Linked DNA regions of Triticum aestivum: region 2 is linked to region 1. The links are chromatin contacts, called in public Hi-C maps. All regions are on one chromosome and are shown on one strand. Each heading gives the region's core, a stretch centred on a gene start, on an enhancer-like site or on the middle of the called end of the contact. The rest is flanking DNA. Distances are from core to core; before and after follow the strand shown.

Region 1 (4,627 bases), core at 1,310-3,809:
TGGCTGTAATGCTGGCCTGTCGATTCTTCAAAACCTGATGTCTGGACATAGGAGCCACTACTCACATGCTCGCCCTGGCCACTGCCATGATAATAGTGGGGACTTTCATGGCTTGAGCGGCTGTGAGATGTTGAATGCATTTCATATACTTTGCTGGGTGCAAATGCAGAATTAGCTGAGTTGCTATCAGCATACGGATCCATCACTCTACCATTAGCAGGCAGATTCAACCTTGGATCCTCATACCGTTGATGGCTTTGGTTGGGATGCACCGTTTGCTCTTTCACATAAACACCATTTTCCAGTCTAACATCTTGGCCTACAACATAATGCTCACCAGGACGACCATAATCTGGACGCTGAATAGCAGGGTGAGCAGAATACTCACTTGCCATGCTTGATTGATCAAAATGTTGTTGGACTGGCCTCCAACGGGGATCCATATAACGAGGATCACTCACTGAACCTTGACCCTTCTGGAATGACGAACGGGAGTCATATACACTGTTTCCATCCAAGAAATTGCCGGAGCGGCCCAAATTCCCTGGGAAGCCAGCATTTTGCTGAATTACAGCACCAGGTGGAAGCCAGACCAAGTTATCCACATGTGGCGGTGACTGAGCCTCATAATGCCGATATTTTGGCGATTGCCTCACAAAATCATCAGGAATCCTCTCATCAAAGTCCTCTGCTCCAACTTGAAACCTTGCAGATGATGGTGAAATGGGAAAATCCCTTGGATCAGGCACTCCATACTGCCCCGGAGAGATATATGCAGGGCTCCAAGGAGAATCCATCTCCCCATACCGCTGATTATGTGAGGCACGAGGAACATTCAAATGCCGCAGGCCAGCAATATCGGGAATTCCTGACTCATTGCCTCCGATACCAAAAAGCTGCTCCACTGACACAGGAGATGAAGGTGATCTCATGTCACCAAGGCTGTTAAGCGCGTCGACATACCTCCTCTCCGTCTCCCGCTCATCCCCATGGTAATGCACAGCTGCTGATGCAGCCTCATCATCCAGGTGCTGCGAGAATAAGAAGACCCTGAGCCTAGTGAACCCCTCTCCCGCAGCAATGAGCTTGTCATACTCCTCCATCATGTTCACCACATCATCATCATTAACAACCGAGACCAGTGCATCAAGATCCTCATCAGGCTGCTGGTACTTGATGATATCGGCATCGTCATAGAGCTCCCGCATCCGCGCCGCCAGGTCGGAGTAGGATATGTCGCGGGGCAGCATGACGATCCTGGTGTCGCCGCCGACGTAGCGGAGACGGCCGTCGAGGGGGCGGGGCAGGATGCTGCCTCCGAAACTGCAGAGGAACTTGGCCATGCGCTGTGCCCCGTCAGCCTCGGTGCTGCTGGCTGCAGCGGCAGCGGATGGCGCCATGGTGTGCCGAGGCTGCGTGATCAAGCTGGCTTGAGTTGGATCAGCGGCAGAGCCAAGTACATCACACGATTGCCAATCCACCAGTCCCAACCAGCTGCTCTCGTTAGCCCCTTTCCTGTGGATAGAAAAATACCAAAATTGTTAGCCTAGAGCCCAAAGATTTGGCACCTTCCATCCATCATCAGACGAATAAAGACACGAAATCGGACAATTTCAGACAGATTTCGCCAATAACACCTCAGATCAGCCCCCCACCGTCAGACAAACGACAAAATTCTTTCCTAAAAAAAGAATGAGCCGGGGGCGGGGGCAATTTCGAAGAATGCGTTGGAGCAGACCCGAATGATTTGCCCGCAAAATCCGAATTCAAAATCTGAAAACAGAATCTACAGGGACTGAGCTCCTATGATTCCCCGCTGGCGGAAATTTCCCCAACGGAATTCCTATTCCCCGCCGATCTTGGCCGGATAAACACAGAAACTCATTCCGTTTCCTCCCCCCGAAACAGACGGGGAGGATAAGAAGGACGAACGAACTAACTTCCAATCCAAAAAAACAGGAGAAATCCAGCCGATTGTTGGTGTTCGAGGGAGGAAGAGGGGGAGTGAGGCCGTACCTGCCTGCCTGCCTCTGGCACGATCCTGGGCTCCCGGGGTCGGCTGAGCAAGCGGGAGAGGGGGCGAGCAGCCGACTTGGGCGGCTGGGCTCCGGGCGGCGGTGCGGTCGCGCTTTAGGGGCGGGGGAAGGGAGGCGAGAGGGAGAGGGAGAGGGAGAGAGAGGCGAGGAGGAGGCGTCCCCCGGATTCGCGGTGGGGAAGTGAGGGAGGGAGGGAGGGGGAGGCCGTGGTGGTGTTGTTGGCTGGGGGATTCGGATATTCGCTGGGTCGCTCTGGGTATCACGCCGTCAGCGCGGGGGGCATCGCCGGCGCCGCCGCCCACGCGGGACTCGTCGGCGTCAGGTGTGGAAGGGGAGGGGATCGGCTGGTGTCGTGTGGAGGCGGAGGCGGGCCGCCCGTGCGGGTGCGGCGCGCTACGTGTGGTGGAGGGAGGGAAGGGAATGTGGTTTGTTTGCGCGGACGGACGGACGGACGGGGGAGAGAGAGCCAGCCAGAGAGGAGGCGCGGCGCCGGGCCACTCGGGTTGGGGGATTCCTAGCGGCTCGGGATTTGCGGTGGAGGCGCGGCGGGGCGGCACGTGTGGCGTGATTCTGTTCCGTTCCTGATGACGCGACCCCCGCCCCCTCCCCACGCGCACCCGCCCCTCCCGGTTTTATCCCATCGTACGGTGGTTCAGTTGGGCTGGCCTTGTTGCTTCCTTCCTGCGTGCTTCCGCGCCGCGCCGTCCCTTGCCTGCACTGCACGGCAGGGAGTGTCCACGCAAGTGTAACAACCAACCAGTCCAGCGGTTACTTGGTCATCACCTCGACCAGCCGAACGATCTCCATGTTTTTCCTCGAGTTGCACTGCATTGTCAACTCGGCCATTAATCGGTCAGTCCAAGCAAGCCGCCCTGCAACTGGCCACGCGCATGCATTACGGCCCTCGGTGCCCTGGGGAGCTTCCCGTGTACCGAGCCTCGGCCGGGATCGGATCACGCTGACAGAGCCGATCTGATCGTGTCGCGTCATCGTTTTTCACTCTCATGGTCACGGCAGCTGGCCGGAGATGGAGAGGGGCGGGCGGGCAACATGAAGGAGCGAGACCGCCGGCCCGGACCGGCCGTCGTTTTCGGCATTCACGTCACGAAAGTTCAGCGCACGACCGACCATCCGCTCCTGGACTAGGAGGTATAGCTAGCAGATCAGATCGATCAGCCGTAACTTTCACTCCCAACAATACCAACATCAACATGTACGTACGCGCATATATACTGCATATGCTCCACACTCCAGAGTCTTGACATTGCATATGCTGGAGAGCGAGGGCGGCATCAACCGACATACGATATGCTCCGGCTTATGGGAGAGTTTCTGGAAGCCGGACATGCATGGCCGAACAGAACATATTCCCTTCATCAGGTGTGCCGTTTGCATGCATGATCGGATCGACGCCGGCATGGCGTATCGATGCTGCTATTTTTGATCTCTTCAAATCAAAAAGGGAAAAAGGGCAACGCTTCCGCTGATGCAAAGAACACTGAACGAAAAATAGATTATCGGCCAGACAAAAATGTGGCCTATCCTCATCTCATTCTGTCCTACCTACGTTCTGTGCCGTCCATATATATGGAGATATCTTCTTTAATTACGACGCTACGCTGCTTCTTTTCTTTTTCTTGTTATAACTTTTTGAACGTTGCTATTGAAAGTTACAGCACATAATTGATAAACTCCTTTTTTTAGGGAATAGTTGGTTAACTTCAGTGGAAGTGGGGCCAATTGGTCCGGATATGGATAGATTATTGTGCTCACAGGATTTGGAATAATCACACAGACTTGTAGCCGAGAAATAGAAGATGATTGAGTGTGATTAGAACATGCAAAATTTCATGGGCAAATGATATTCTACGAGCTCTAGGGCAAACAAAAAACGGTTTTGCTCAAACTCAGCTAGCTCAGTTTTAATTGTGGTCTCAATCACTTTTTTGACCGTCCGATCGTCGCACATCAGGTTGTTGTCGTTGTGCGTTCTGTCCGAACGACGCGGCTCTACTCTCGTACAGGACGTAGCCCATGTGCATGAGTACTAGCTTTTTTTGTTTTTCTGTTTACGGGCTATATGGACTTTTCTTCTTCTTTTTTACCCAGTGGAAAAAGGCAAAGAGGATATGATCGAAGGATGAGAATCGTTGCTAGCTAACTGCATTCTTCCTTGCATGTTATTGTCACTTGTTTTCTTTTTTGAATCATGTTAGGGTCATTTGTTGACCGTAGCTTCCAGGTCAGCTCTTTGTAACAACTTTCTTTTCATATATTTTTCTCTCATGATTAATTGTTTTTTTTGTTATTTCACTAATATGTTAGTAGAACACTATTCCACTCTTCTCCCTTTTCCTAATTTAGTGTATTCATTTTGTTTTTTAGATTTGTATTCATTTGTTACCGTAGATTGAAAATTGATTGTTTAGGGATTTCACTATTTTTTTATTTTTCTCTTCCATTTTTCCATTTTCTGTATTTTCTATTTCGCTTTTTCTTCTTTTTAAAATCATTTTCTATTTTTATTCCACTTATTTATTTATGTCATTTTTTATTCTAATGGTATCAAAGCACATTCCTCCTTTTCGGTA
Region 2 (4,854 bases), core at 321-2,820, 61 kb after region 1:
CTAGCATGCTTGTGAGCACATGGCAACTCTCTCAACTGCCTAGTGTTAATATGTGGCAACTCCTAAAGTTTTGAAATCATGGCAACTACAGTAGATCAGACCATACATGGCAACTGCAGTTGAGCAACCATGGCAATTGCAGTTGTCCGACATAGCAACCGTAGTTCAGCGACATGGCAACTGCAGTTGAACGAACATGGACGAGGGTCTGGACCATGACAACTGCGGGCGCGCGGTGACTGTCACGCGTGGCGTGTGAGTCACGAGGTACGAGACCTGACATACAGGGCGTGTGGGCGTTATCTACTTCGCCAACACGCACACGTGTGAGAGGAACCGGGGGGAGAAAAAAGAGGTGTGTGAACATTAGTTGTTTTGGCCACACGTAGGTGTGTGGGTTGTTCCTTTTATACACCACATAAAATGTGTGGACAGGAAACGCCCACACGTGTGACACTTATCGGCGTCCAAAAATAATGTTTCCTAGTATCAAGCAGGTTCCGCTTGCAGCTTAATCCTACGACTCGGTACTGCTTTTGGTGTTGTGAAAAGACACTGGTCCGCTTGCGCGCCCAGTACGTCCCGATCGATCGATCGATCGCTCCTGCGTACAGCAGGTGGTAGTAGGTTCCAATCATTTTGTGGAGGATAAGGCTATGGCGCGCGGGCGGCACGTACGCCAAGGAAGGCTACCGGACGGCAGCCCTCGATCGTGGCGAGATAGTAGATAATATCGGAGCCGGAGCCGGAGCCGGAGCCGATCGATCCTTGTCGCCGCTCGGCCCTGCGTGTGGTCGTTCCTCGAATTGGCTCTGCGCTCTCGCACTCTCGCGCGCACGGCACGACAAAAAAAGAGAGAGAGAGGGAGAGGAGACGCACGTACGTATCTCCGGACCGGAATTCGCCAGCGGCCGTTGTTTCGCCGCCACGCAGATGCCTGGCCTTTGGCAAAGTTGTTCAAAGAACCCCTAAAAAAAAGGCAAAGTTGTTCATGTGCGTGCGGCCCGAGTACGGCTTGGCGTATCCGCAACGGGCTGGGCGGGCGAGTCTTCCGAGCCTCGGGGCTATTCGGCCGATGGGTCTCGCGTGAGCTTCGCTTCATCAGAAAGGAGACGTCTTTCTGCTGCCCGATCGGCCGACACACCACACTGCACGTACGCCACGCCACGCCGAGCCTGGATCGAGCCTCAGATCAGATCAGGCCCCTCCCCTGCCCTGAGACGCCACGCCGGTGGCCAGGTGTTGCCATCCCGTACGTGGCGGCCGCGCGAACGAACGTTCCAGCAATGGCGGGCGGGCACGCACGCACGCATGTGCCGGCATGTGCCGATGGTGTTTTCGCGGGAGCCACCGCGCCAATCGCGCGAGGCCATGCATCTCGTTCTACCCCACTTCTGTCGACCCGACCGGTCACCTCGGCGTCCGATATCTGGGCGGAGACGTCCCGTCACATGATCGAGTCAGGCCAGCAGCTGGCCGTCGGCGTTGCGATCACACGTCGCTGTGCGCTCCTCCTCATCCCCTGGACCTCCTTCCTGCGTGTCGGGCACCACTCGTTCGGATAGTCGGATTCCCTTCCAAGCATCCATCCATCTCTGTCGTCGGTGGTGCCACGCAGGGTTGGACGCATGTGCATGGGCTCCACGGGCATTGGCATTGGGTCGAGAACGGCAATGGCTGGTTCCGTCTCCGCCGGGGCTACCGCTCTGCACATCACCTCATCCCATTTCCATCCTACTGCCACTGCCGGTACCACTGCCAGGTGATGACACGGCCGGTCCCGGCCTCCCGGGTGATGATCTTCATGCGGCGCTACCTGCGAGATCGCTTTCGCCGCCGCCGAACTGTACTGCCCATGTCATGTGCATTTTGTCAGTTGCTGGTACCGGAACAGCGCCATGCCATCATCATTTGCGGCCATCGCACTTGCCAACAAGTGGCCGGAGAGGTGAGGTCAGTTGCAACTTGCGACTGAGATCTGCCGAAGCAACGGGACAGCAGGCCGCATCGCTCTGGCCTCTGGGCTTGGCCGCGGGTTGGGCGGGCGCATGGCGCGCGTACCTGCAGAGGCGGGGCAGATGCTCGTGCGTGCTTGGCCATCGCGAATCAGTGAGCAGAGCGATGCCTGTGCTGTGCAGCGATCACAGTGATCAACTGAGATTTTTTGGTCGCGATATACTCAAGATTCGATTTTTTTTAGCACTAGGTAAGTGCCCGTGCGTTGCACGGGTACACACATATTATGTTGGCTCAACACTAATTGTGGATAACATATACATGTAGGATCCTCATGCACATCAGATGACATTGTTGCATTTTTACTGCTACCATCAGATGATATTGTTGGTTTTTCTATTGCTAAAATCAGTGTTATTCTTCTTCCTCCTTCACCCACTATCTCTGTCGTAAAGATCTAGGTATACGGCCTTTGTCAATGGTATAGCGAGCTCGAAATCTCCCTTTCACCCCACTGTACAGTTTTTATATTTCACATTGTGCTGGTCTTAAGTCTCTCTCCCTCTAATAAAAGTGCAAGTGTAACCATAGGAATAAATTTCCTTGCTCGTCCTTGTTAGCAGGCAAATACTTAAAAAACCAAGAAGGCTAAAGAGGTTTAGTAATATATAGAACATAACACAAGGGCAAAAAAAATTATTTGCCCAATAAGTCAGCTTAGGGGAAGAAGAGCGACACCACTGCAAATGTATGAAAACATTCATTTATTAGGACACCTTTTTTCTTACAAATTACAAAGAAGAAACTACAGAAAACAGATGCAGCTAGCTCAAAAGTGAAACAAACATTTGATTTATGCATGTATACACAACATGATCAAGTAAACTGCAACATGTGATCTAGATCGTTTCATATGAGCCCTCTAGCCGGCAGTAACCAACCACCTAGCATAATTGCAGCTAAAATTTCAGAAAAATATAGGCACAAACCATATATCAAATTTAGTATAGTGTCATGCTAGTTGGGTAACACTAACAGTACGCACATATAGTTTAATCTATATAACAAAAGCTGCAAGACTACAGGAATAGAGGCTAAGCTGCCATGAGATCAACGGACATGTTACAGCCTACCGTGGAATAAAGGAGGACAGCTCGGGTGTAGTACCGCCATCCTCCAACGCCACCCAGCACAACGCGCTGTGGCGCTCACACAGGCCCTCGTCGTCGTCCTCGCAACAGCTGACACGTGATCTTCAGTCTACACCCAACCCATCGCCTCCGGTCTCCGTCACGTCTCCTGTGGTTGGTCTCTCCGTGCCCACGTGCTGATGACGTCGATGTCCTTCAACTTCTGATGAACTTCTCGAGCTCTTCCTTTCTGATGAACTTGAAGCTCCATTCGCTGTCCATGGGGAACTTCCTCGATAGTCCGACGATGTGCGGAGGCGGCGCCTCCACCTGCTCCATCAGCTTGCCGTGGTGAGGGAGCAGAGTGAAGCACACAACGGCGTTGACATATCTCTGCCCCTGCCGGCGTCTATGGTCGGAGGGGAAGAGTTAGTGACCAGGTAGATGAGGCCATTGGGTGATAAAAGCTGCACTACTATTGAAGTTTCTGGTTAACTTCCGCTTCCCCTTTCAGGCGACGGCTAGCATGCCCTTGCACGCCTCTGTCGGAATCTCTGACCATCGTCGTAGGACGGCGTAGCCCTGCGGTTCTTCAGATCGGGCCCCTGACAACCACCCCATCATGATTTCTAGGAGAGATAGGAGAGGGGATGGGATGGGGTGCGGTGCCGGTCCGGGGAGACAGTAAACGGGGCGGCGACGCTCCACGGGAGAGGAGGAATAGAAGGTGGGGAGGAGTCATGGATAGACCACAAGAGGAAGGCAGCGTGCGGGGTCCTTGCTTGATTACCTACCGTGATTTCCCGTGATTTATGCCTCCCCATGAATTTATTGTATTACCATGCTTACCAAGAACAAATCGATCGCCATCCGGGAATTTATTGCATTGCCTAAGAAAAGAGTAATCTGATTACCAAAGATTGAATTGATTACTGTCGTGTCAAAACCGGCAGATCTCGGGTAGGGGGTCCCGAACTGTGCGTCTAGGCGGATGGTAATAGGAGAGAAGGGACACGATGTTTTACCCAGGTTCGGGCCCTCTTGATGGAGGTAAAACCCTACGTCCTGCTTGATTAATATTGATGATGTGTGTTACAAGAGTAGATCTACCACGAGATCAAGGAGGCTAAACCCTAGAAGCTAGCCTATGGTATGATTGTTGTTCGTCCTATGGACTAAAGCCATCCGGTTTATATAGACACCGGAGAGGGCTAGGGTTACACAGAGTCGGTTACAATGGTAGGAGATTTACATATCCGTATCGCCAAGCTTGCCTTCCACGCCAAGGAAAGTCCCATCCGGACACGGGACGAAGTCTTCAATCTTGTATCTTCATAGTCTTGGAGTCCGGCCGATGATGATAGTTCGGCTATCCGGACACCCCCTAGTCCAGGACTCCTTCAGTAGCCCCTGAACCAGGCTTCAATGACGACGAGTCCGGCGCGCATATTGTCTTCGGCATTACAAGGCGGGTTCCTCCTCCGAATAATTTATAGAAGATTGTGAACACCAGGATAGTGTCCGGCTCTGCAAAATAATTTCCACATACCATCGTAGAGAGAATAATATTTACACAAGTTCAATCTGCTGACGTATTTCGTGGCATGACGTCACACCACTACCAAGCCTTTACTCGAATTGTTTTTATTGTACCACCTCAGCGCGTTTAGCGAAGCGGTTTCCTTGGCACGTCTTGTCGAAGCAGAGATCGTGTTCCCCTTATTTCGGGATTCCCATCAATACGGACGTGGGTAACCCAAACGCGGCA

What was found. A called contact is a pair of places that touch in the nucleus more often than the background predicts.
Region 2: a contact with region 1 is called in a Hi-C map of leaf, with 3 times the contacts expected there. The contact joins the enhancer-like site here to the promoter of LOC123138772 in region 1. A contact is called at or near these places in 2 of 5 Hi-C or Micro-C datasets (both in leaf).

The regions. Positions count from the first base shown.
Region 1 is chr6B:660,934,138-660,938,764 of IWGSC CS RefSeq v2.1, forward strand. LOC123138772 (serine/threonine-protein kinase CST20) reads right to left here and starts at 2,560. Exons shown (of 10, transcript XR_006469320.1): 1 at 2,017-2,560; 2 at 1-1,515.
Region 2 is chr6B:660,996,546-661,001,399 of IWGSC CS RefSeq v2.1, forward strand. No RefSeq gene overlaps it. Among protein-coding and RNA genes, the nearest start is that of LOC123138772, 62 kb to the left of the region's middle. Within about 2 kb of position 1,571, at least 6 of the 8 cell types and tissues checked have an H3K27ac peak or open chromatin away from gene starts, as enhancers often do. A contact at or near this core is called in leaf, where this site is marked.